Regions from separate parts of the Gossypium hirsutum genome. Here region 1 is linked to region 2. Evidence: chromatin contacts called from public Hi-C data. All regions are on one chromosome and are shown on one strand. Each heading gives the region's core, a stretch centred on a gene start, on an enhancer-like site or on the middle of the called end of the contact. The rest is flanking DNA. Distances are from core to core; before and after follow the strand shown. Region 1 holds the start of LOC107886297 (endoglucanase 8). Region 2 holds the start of LOC107896971 (pectinesterase).

Region 1 (4,698 bases), core at 1,008-3,507, 670 kb after region 2:
CCAAACTTGTAAATCTATCATTTAACCTCTCGAATATCTAAAATTCATTAATGGCAAGTTCCAACACCTTTTAACAATTTTATGAAATAATCTCTAGGTTAATTAGATTAAACTACAACGATTTCAAAAACATAAAATTACTAAAAACAGATTTAGGGAGTACTCACATGCAAGGGTCGATTGAGCTTGGATAAAATGGCTATGGCTTCTTTCTTTCTTTTTTGGTTTCGAGTGGAAGAAATCAAAATGGGGAAGATGACCCTTGTTTTGTTTTTATTAAATTAACATTTTCTATTTTAATTTTTAACTTAATATAAATTACTAAACAAATCATGCACTTACCGTCCATACCAATATATTATGGTATAAATGCAATATAACAACTCTCACATTTACTAGATAAGTCATTTAATTAATAAAATTAAATAATAATTAAGTTTTATGTCTTTTACAATTTAATTTTTTTAATTAATTATTCAATCGCTAAAATTATTAGACCAGGATTTAATTTTTCTCTATAATAAACTTGTAAATATTGTCTTAATCATTAGAATACAAAGTTTCGAAACCACTTTTCCTATACTACTAAAAAACGAGATGTTACACTATCAATACTTGACCCTGCAAAATTGCAATAAATGCGAAACTCCTCCAACAACTAGAAATTCTCTCCAACGACTTCAAATGTCTAAATATTAATTGAATGGTATAAATACAAGTAATAAACAATTGAAGAGTTAAGAGACACGTATCCAAGCATAAAAAATAAGAGAAAATTTTCAAATAAAAAATAAGAGAAAATTTTCAATTTCTATATTTCTCATATTTCTCTTGTACATAGTCTTAAAGTTCATATTGTAAAATCTTTAATCATTTTTATTTCATTTTCTTATATTTCTATTGAAATGTCATAATATTAATGAAATTTAACATAATTTAAAAACATCTTTATGTTACAACATCATACTTAAAATATAAATTTTATTTTTTAAAACTATTTTTTGACAATAATCTTAAACATTTAAAATAGTGAAATCAAAATTTTTAAAAACACTCTCTAGAAACAACGAAGAAATAGGCTTGGGCTATGAACTACACAAAATCTAGGTATTACGGTACACTGTAGCGCTATCAACTATACAACTTCTAAATGCACACCGCCTAGCCAGCAGCTGACAGAAACTCATATGCCCAGTCAACAAACCTCCAAATAAGTCAATAAATCAGACGCTATACATGGTCATCTCCTTTTTCATCTTTGATGATCTTTTCCATAAGTTGGCCTCACTTAACTTGCTCTCTACGTGTCAATCATTAGTAATCGGTGCCACATGTGGCATCCCTTACATTTTTTACTCTAACTCTCTCACTGTCACACACCACCCCCGCTCATTAAATTACGTTGCTACTTAAAATTATTATTTGATAATAATTAATACGATGATGATATATGAAAAGTTTAAATATAGATAATTATTTGTTAAAATAATAATAATATGTGATAGACTCAAATATTTTAAATAATTATTTATTTAAGTTTATTTTTAATATAAAGGAATATTTTATATATATTTAAAAATATTTGAATTTTTGTTTGCCATGTGATAAATTGAAAGATTACCACGTACCACTATTAAATTAATTATCAAATTAGTATTGTGAAAAAATAAAATAAAATAAAAAAGGAATACACAAATTTTACGTGGAAACCCTTTCGGGAAAAAACCACCGGAAGAGGAGAAGAAAATTTACTATGTCGAAAATTTTTAATCAATACAAAAGGAATAGACTATGTCTATTTATAGGCTTGTAAAGCCATATTCTAGTAGGATTGAAACACCTTATCCGAATCAATATAAAATAGATAGATTTTAATAAGGTTTAAAAAACCTTGTTCTAAAATAAAATAAAAGAAGTCTAATTCTATATAAATTTTACTTTTATTTTATTTTCCATCATATTTTATTTAGTATAAACATACTACTTAAATTACGGAATTAAAATTAATGTATCAATTAAATAAAAAAATTATACACGAATTACGTAGAAATGCACAAGTGCTAAGGATATTAACCCAACTTCGAATTGAATGTACCGGAATTCAACCCGACCCGAATAATCTGGCATTCAAGTCAAGAATGGGAATCCCAAATTTCGACCAGTTACAGCTCTACATGTGGCGTATCCCCATTGGTACAATCTCTGGAATCGGACGCCACAGTTTTAGCATAAAGAACCACGTCGGTTCTGCTGTTTTCTTAGCAGTGTATAGTATATATCAGCATTAAGCCATTAGCCATCCCAGTCCCCAATCCTTCCCAAAGAAGATGGCGCCAAAACCCCTTACATTTCCGGGAATTTTCTCGGCGCTTCTCGCCTTCTCTTTTTCTTTGCTCCTCTTTTGTTATCCGATCATAGGCGGCCACGATTACCACGACGCTCTCCGCAAGAGCATTATCTTTTTCGAAGGCCAACGATCAGGCAGACTTCCCCCTGACCAACGCGTCAAATGGCGCCGCGACTCTGCATTGCACGACGGCTCCACCGCCAGTGTAATTACTCCTTTTCGACAGCCTACATTTCCCTTTTCACCTACTAAAAGTATATTTTAACTGCGTTTGATGTTTCGGTTTCAGGTGGACTTAACGGGAGGTTACTACGACGCCGGAGACAACGTGAAGTTCGGGTTCCCAATGGCATTCACGACGACTTTATTAGCTTGGAGTATCATAGATTTCGGGAGGAACATGGGGCCGGAGTTAAAGAACACCGTTAAAGCAGTGAAATGGTCGACGGATTATCTGTTGAAAGCAACGGAAAAGCCTGGAGTGGTGTATGTACAAGTGGGAGACGCCTATTCTGATCATAGCTGCTGGGAAAGGCCAGAGGACATGGATACTTTACGTACGGTGTACAAAATCGATAATGAGCATCCTGGTTCGGACGTCGCAGGCGAAACCACCGCCGCATTGGCTGCTGCTTCCATTGTGTTCAGGAAACGAGACCCTGCATACTCGAGGTTGCTCCTCAATCGAGCCATTAGGGTAATTCACTGTCACCACCTCAGTTTCTTCTTAATCTTGTCACCGCACCAAATGGGAAGATATTTCGCATATTTGATTCATAGAATGTTAATGGAAAAATGAAAGTCGGGGAAAATGGTGTATTGTACTGTAGGTGTTCAACTTTGCTGACAAGCACCGAGGTGCATATAGTAGCAGGCTGCACTCTGCAGTCTGTCCTTTTTACTGCGATGTCAATGGTTACCAGGTCAGACAGACTCCTTTTTTTCTTTTCTCTTACAGTACAATTAAGAGGAACCGTTGCATTATGACATTGAAGTCCAAAACTTTGACTGGCTGTAGCTACTATAATGGTAATGTAGGACGAGTTGCTTTGGGGAGCCGCTTGGCTGCACAAGGCCTCAAGGAAGCGCGTATATAGAGAGTACATAGTGAAAAACGAGGTTGTCTTGAGAGCTGGAGATACCATCAATGAGTTTGGTTGGGATAACAAGCATGCTGGGATTAACGTCCTCATTTCCAAGGTACAAAATTAATTAATCACTGGATTATTTATATATGTTTTATGCTTAATCATTATAATGATACCAATTTGTTTTATTTTATGTAAGTTTTATTTGTTTATTTATTTTTCTTTATTTGTTTATTTGTTTTTCTAGAACGGTGCTTTTATATTCTTCTACTCTTTGGTGCCTTTTGTTGGGGTATTTAAGTAGGATAAGGTTCATTTTATAGGATTGAAGAAAATGTGTCTTGGGTGCCACGTGGGTGATCCTGTGTTTTTTATGGGAGCTGATCATATTTTTGTGGGGTCTTCTTTCACATTTTTCGAACCCCATTTTCTATGCCCTTTATAGACTTTCAGACGAACTGAAACAAAACCATTTGCATGGTGTGAAATGTTGGATTTTTTGTTGAAGGTCACGTGAGAAAATTAGATTTAAAGTATTTTAATTGAACCAAAGGCAAGCTATTTGTTACTTTTTAGATTTCTATAAAAATGGCCCTACTACTACATGCTTGGATAAGATGGGAATAGAAAGAACAAAATAATCATGTGATGGGGGATAAGATGGCTTATCATTGCACATGATGAATGTAAGCATAAAATTTGGGTTTCATGTGAGCATAAATTTTACATTGGCAACCCAAATTAAAAGACAGATATTTGGAGCCAAAGAGACAAACTGTGTTTGATGGAGTAGATTAGGGTTGGTTTTAGTAGTGTATTGTCTCCTAAATCGTAAACCAAAAAGGTCTAAGCGTCCTAGTTAAGATCTGGATCCTCGTGGGTCCCCAATCAGTGAGTTACTGCTATTTGCATGTGCCTAAAGGCTGGGGCGATGCTTACCTCCCATGCTCATTCATTATCTTTCCACATTAACTTTTTCTTGAAAGGTGATCGCCACTACGTTAAGGACCTTTCACCCTTTACAATTTTTATATAGCTTGCATGATTTAGTCATATTAATGCATTTAATATCTTTTATTTTATTCTATATCATCAACTTATCTCTATGTGCATGAACATTGATTTTCTAGGTCTGAACACTAGTATTATCAGACTACGCAGTATTAACATTTAATATACATTGAGGCCGATATATTAATGTATATGTGATAAACGAAGCAAGTAGTTATTATATTATTATTATTATCTAATCCGTGGAATTTC
Region 2 (4,223 bases), core at 786-3,285:
TATAAAGCGAAGTAATTTCAACATCTGGGTCACTTTCCTATTTACATTTTCCAAATGGAAAAATAAACCCAACCAAGAAAATTATCACAGTCCAACATCAAATGGCACTCCGGTGCCCGGAATCCAAGAATTTCCAGCCAAAAAATTCCCCACGGTGAATTTTGCGGCTTCTGTGGCACCTATAACATGATATCCACCCCATTTCACCCTTCCACTAGTATCTGCTCCAGCACCGGTGTTCATATACTCAGCATAGTAAAGAGTACTCAAAGCAAAATTTCCACTCCATGGTAACCAACCTTCTCTATCAATCAGTCCATCCAAACTGCTTTTCATGAACACAGTTCTTGAATATTTCTGCCATGGCCTCCCCAAATAACTCTTGAACGAACCCTGAACCGCCTTCATATCCGACGACGCTGTCACTCGTGAATTGTGGATGACTATGCCCGTATTCTCATTCTGGTCGGTTCTCCCTTGTGCCGTGACGGTGTTCTTTTGGCCGCTCATTGGTCGACGGATGTAGATGTTGCAGCTCTGGAAAACGGCTACGGCATCACCGAATATGAAGTCCACAGTTCCATAAATGTCGCAGTCGCGATAAAATTGGCGTTGAGAGTATACGTATAAGGTATCTTGGTAACCTTTGAAGCTACAACGGTAGAAAACCGAGAAATCGGAGCCAGACCGGAGGGCCACCGCCTGGTGTTTCTGGGGTCCGGCGGTGTTCTCGAAGGTCATGTCACGAGCTATGAAGCCGTCACCCGAAACACCTGAAAGAAGAAATTAACGACTCTTAATTATGAAGTTGTTGGTCAAAAAGGTAGAAAAGGATGTTTATTTACCTTTTTTTACTATTATTTGTTCGTTATGTTGTAAGTAATGTTTGATGATTGTTATTTTTTTAATCATTACTTTTAGTGATTGTTGGTGAAATAGGGGATAGACAACAAGTTGTCAAAATTGACTTGTGTTTTTACTATTAAATTTTTTTTTTTACTTAATTGAACAAAATTTATGCATGTTGCATGAAAGGGCTTACCAACAGTTGCTGAACGAAAAGTGGTTGTTGTTTGAGCATTCTTGCTACTGGTAACGATGGTGGCATCAATACCATCGCCAATCAACATTATATTTTTAGCTGCTCTCTTAATATCCACATTTTCCTTATAAACTCCAGCTTTCACGTATATAACAGTTCTTTTGCCTCCACCAGCTGCTGCCACAGCTTCCGTTATGGTCTTAAAGTTACCAGAGCCATCTTGAGCCACCACAATATCGGCTTTTGGTGGTGCACCGGTAGTTTGCAAGAGCTTCCTATCGGCAACCGAAAGCCAAGCCGGAAATCCATCGGAAAGTAGGCGTCGATTGGCAACTTGTTTAGCGAAGTTACTATGGGAAGTAGAGGATGTAACAGTGGTGGCCTTGTTTATGGCTAGAGAATTGCTAATCAACTTGGTAAAGTTTCCTAACATGGATGGTAAGGTTTGTAAATGAGAGGCTAGATTGAAGTCAATGAAACCATTTTGACAGGTTTGTTGGTTGGCAGTTGCTGCACTTAACCAGGTTTGAGAATCAATTGGATTTTTAGTGTTCTTGGATAGATTAAGAAGGTGAATGGTGTCCTCATAAAGTTCCACGCAATCGTTCCAAGCTAACTTGGCTCGTTGGTCGAACGAACTCGAGTCCATCGACGAGACGAGCTGGTGAGCTTGAACTGCTTGGCTAAGGGTCACCTGAATGGCAACATCGCGGAACGAGAATTGGGTTTGATCGAGGTTTGCTGCAACATTAAGACTATTTCCCATGTAAAAGTTGCACACATCAGGGTACGGAGTTTGGGTACAGGATGTTATGGTGGTACCATTGACGAAGTTGCCTAGCGGAAAAATGAAGAAATGGGTGAGGAAAAATGTTAGGATAACAACAAGCTTATCCATGAAGACTACTCAAAGTTATGAGATGGAAGGAAGAGCTAATTAGAGATTTGCAAAGGGTTTTTCAAGTTTTGAGTTTTGTGAAAAGAGAGGGAGGGAAAAGGGGTTTATATAGAGGCAGCAATGGCTTAGTTTGGCGGTACAATGCATCAAACTTTTAGGGTTAATAGTCAAAATCAAAATACTAATGGGGCCATGCAATGATGTGTATGTGACCTTTGAAGTTTAGGGATTTATGGTTGTTTTTGAAAGCCTCATTGGGTTTTGCCATTTTCATCTCTTTTTACCCATAGTTTATTATTTTATTTATTAATAAATAAATAAATATAAACTGGTGAAAACATTGACTCCTTAGTATTTGAAGCCTTAATATATATTAACTTTAAAATTGGTCCCATAAGCGAGCAGCAGTGAAGAATGTTCCAAGTTGGTCTCGCAGTCATTGTACCCTCGACAACGTTAAACATGGACTCGTGAGTCTGTGTACCATTACTTTGTTTTTTTTTTTTTCAACATGTCGTCTAAAAAGGCTTCTTTTATTACAAGAGTTAAATTATTTTAACTTGTTATCTTATGTTCTAATTTCATGTTCTTATAAGATTCTCACATATAAATCCTTAATTGTAATCAACAAATGTGAATTTGTTTTCTTGATAGGGAGAAATCTTCTTGCCTACTTAAGAACATTCTACGTATTGGAAGTATATATCTATACACATACATATGTAATAAATAAATTAACCTTTTAGAAGATTGTAAAAAGGGACCAATATTCATTTTCCAACTCCTTTCCCACTTTTGATTTTTTTTCATATTCATTTATTTGACCCTCAAATTTTATAGAAAGTCATTTTATTCTCTATTTAATTTTTTATTTTTTTAAACCCTTAAATTTACATTATTTATCAGATCACATTAAATTTATGTTTTATAATTTTTACACTTTTTACATAATTTTAATAATTTTTTTATTTTTTAATTAAAAAAATAATTGCTGACATGACAATTCAAATATATGTCATGTAAGTAAACTTACTAGATATTAATTTTTTTTATCCATTTTAGGTGATTTAACAAATAATATAAGTTTAATATAATTAAAAAATAAAAAATTACATAAAAGACATGATTTTTTACGAAAGATTTTTAAGCATATTCACTTGGTATACCTATCCTGGCCGCTACTCCTCTAAAGTGCAAACTCCTTTCTTTCACCAACCGAATACCAAAACCGAAAAACTAAAAATAAATTTAAATAGAAATGTTTAGGAAGTTTACGAAATACGAAATTAAAAATTCTGCTTACTAAACTCAAGTTGAATTTTTATTTATTTGATTTAAAATTAAAATTAATTATTATTTTACATTTAAAGTAGTAACAATAACTTAAATTTTTTATACAAATTTAAAAAAATATAAAAGTTATTGATTTTTTATTTATTTTAAAAATATTTATGAAAAAAACTTTGAATATTTATCAAATAATATTCAAAATACATAAAATAAAGTTTATTTTATCAAAATAAATTTAAAAATAAAAAACAAAAAACAAAAAATAAAAATAAAAATAAAAATAAAAAAAAACCTGAACCGAATTATGATCAACAGAATTGATATTACTCTTAACCAAAACCTTCTTCACATGAGTGTAGACACTCAATTTTGCCCGGGCCCAGAAATAAGTCCAAAAATAAAAATAATAAACAAAAAAAAAAACGAAGTCCAAGTTCAGTCTAGAATTACAAATATAATTTGGCCCGATCGAAATGGCCCATTACTTGAAAAGATTTAAGGTCCATCTACAAGCTTCACTCATATGGAAATATAATCTTCAATGATATGCAATCTTAGATATGATATGCAATCTTAAATATGATACAATCTTAGATATGATTGCAATCTTAGATATGATATGCAATTTTAGAAGATATGATTTTGTAATCTGAGAGATTTAATTTGTAGATACCTTTTAATCTTAACCGTTGATGTAATTGATCTGTACCGTTGGATTTGAGGTTCAACTATAAATAGAGGCCTCTCCCTTCATTGTAAAGACTGGAGTTTTGGGAAACAATAAAAATTTTTGAGAGCTTTCACTTAAATTTCTCTCCCACTTACGTTCTTATTTTCTACAGTTTGTTCTTATTTTATTCTTTGTTCATCTTCGTTTTTCAATCCTTTTTATTTTGATTTAATCCATGTTTCCCTAATTTTTTTTATATATTTTAATTTTTTAATAATTTTAGTATCATATCAAACTCTTTTATTTTTTAATGAATTTTTTTT

Evidence for each region. Hi-C and Micro-C count contacts between places; a contact is called where the count stands out from the background.
Region 1: a contact with region 2 is called in a Hi-C map of callus, with 3 times the contacts expected there. The contact joins the promoter of LOC107886297 here to the promoter of LOC107896971 in region 2. A contact is called at or near these places in 2 of 34 Hi-C or Micro-C datasets (callus and leaf).

Annotation. Positions count from the first base shown.
Region 1 is chrA03:88,154,941-88,159,638 of Gossypium_hirsutum_v2.1, forward strand. It overlaps LOC107886297 (endoglucanase 8), which reads left to right and starts at 2,258. Exons shown (of 7, transcript XM_041097519.1): 1 at 2,258-2,552; 2 at 2,637-3,044; 3 at 3,178-3,270; 4 at 3,386-3,547. The coding sequence starts at 2,328.
Region 2 is chrA03:87,487,431-87,491,653 of Gossypium_hirsutum_v2.1, forward strand. It overlaps LOC107896971 (pectinesterase), which reads right to left and starts at 2,036. Exons shown (of 2, transcript XM_016822292.2): 1 at 1,043-2,036; 2 at 1-773. The coding sequence starts at 1,940. The coding sequence ends at 85.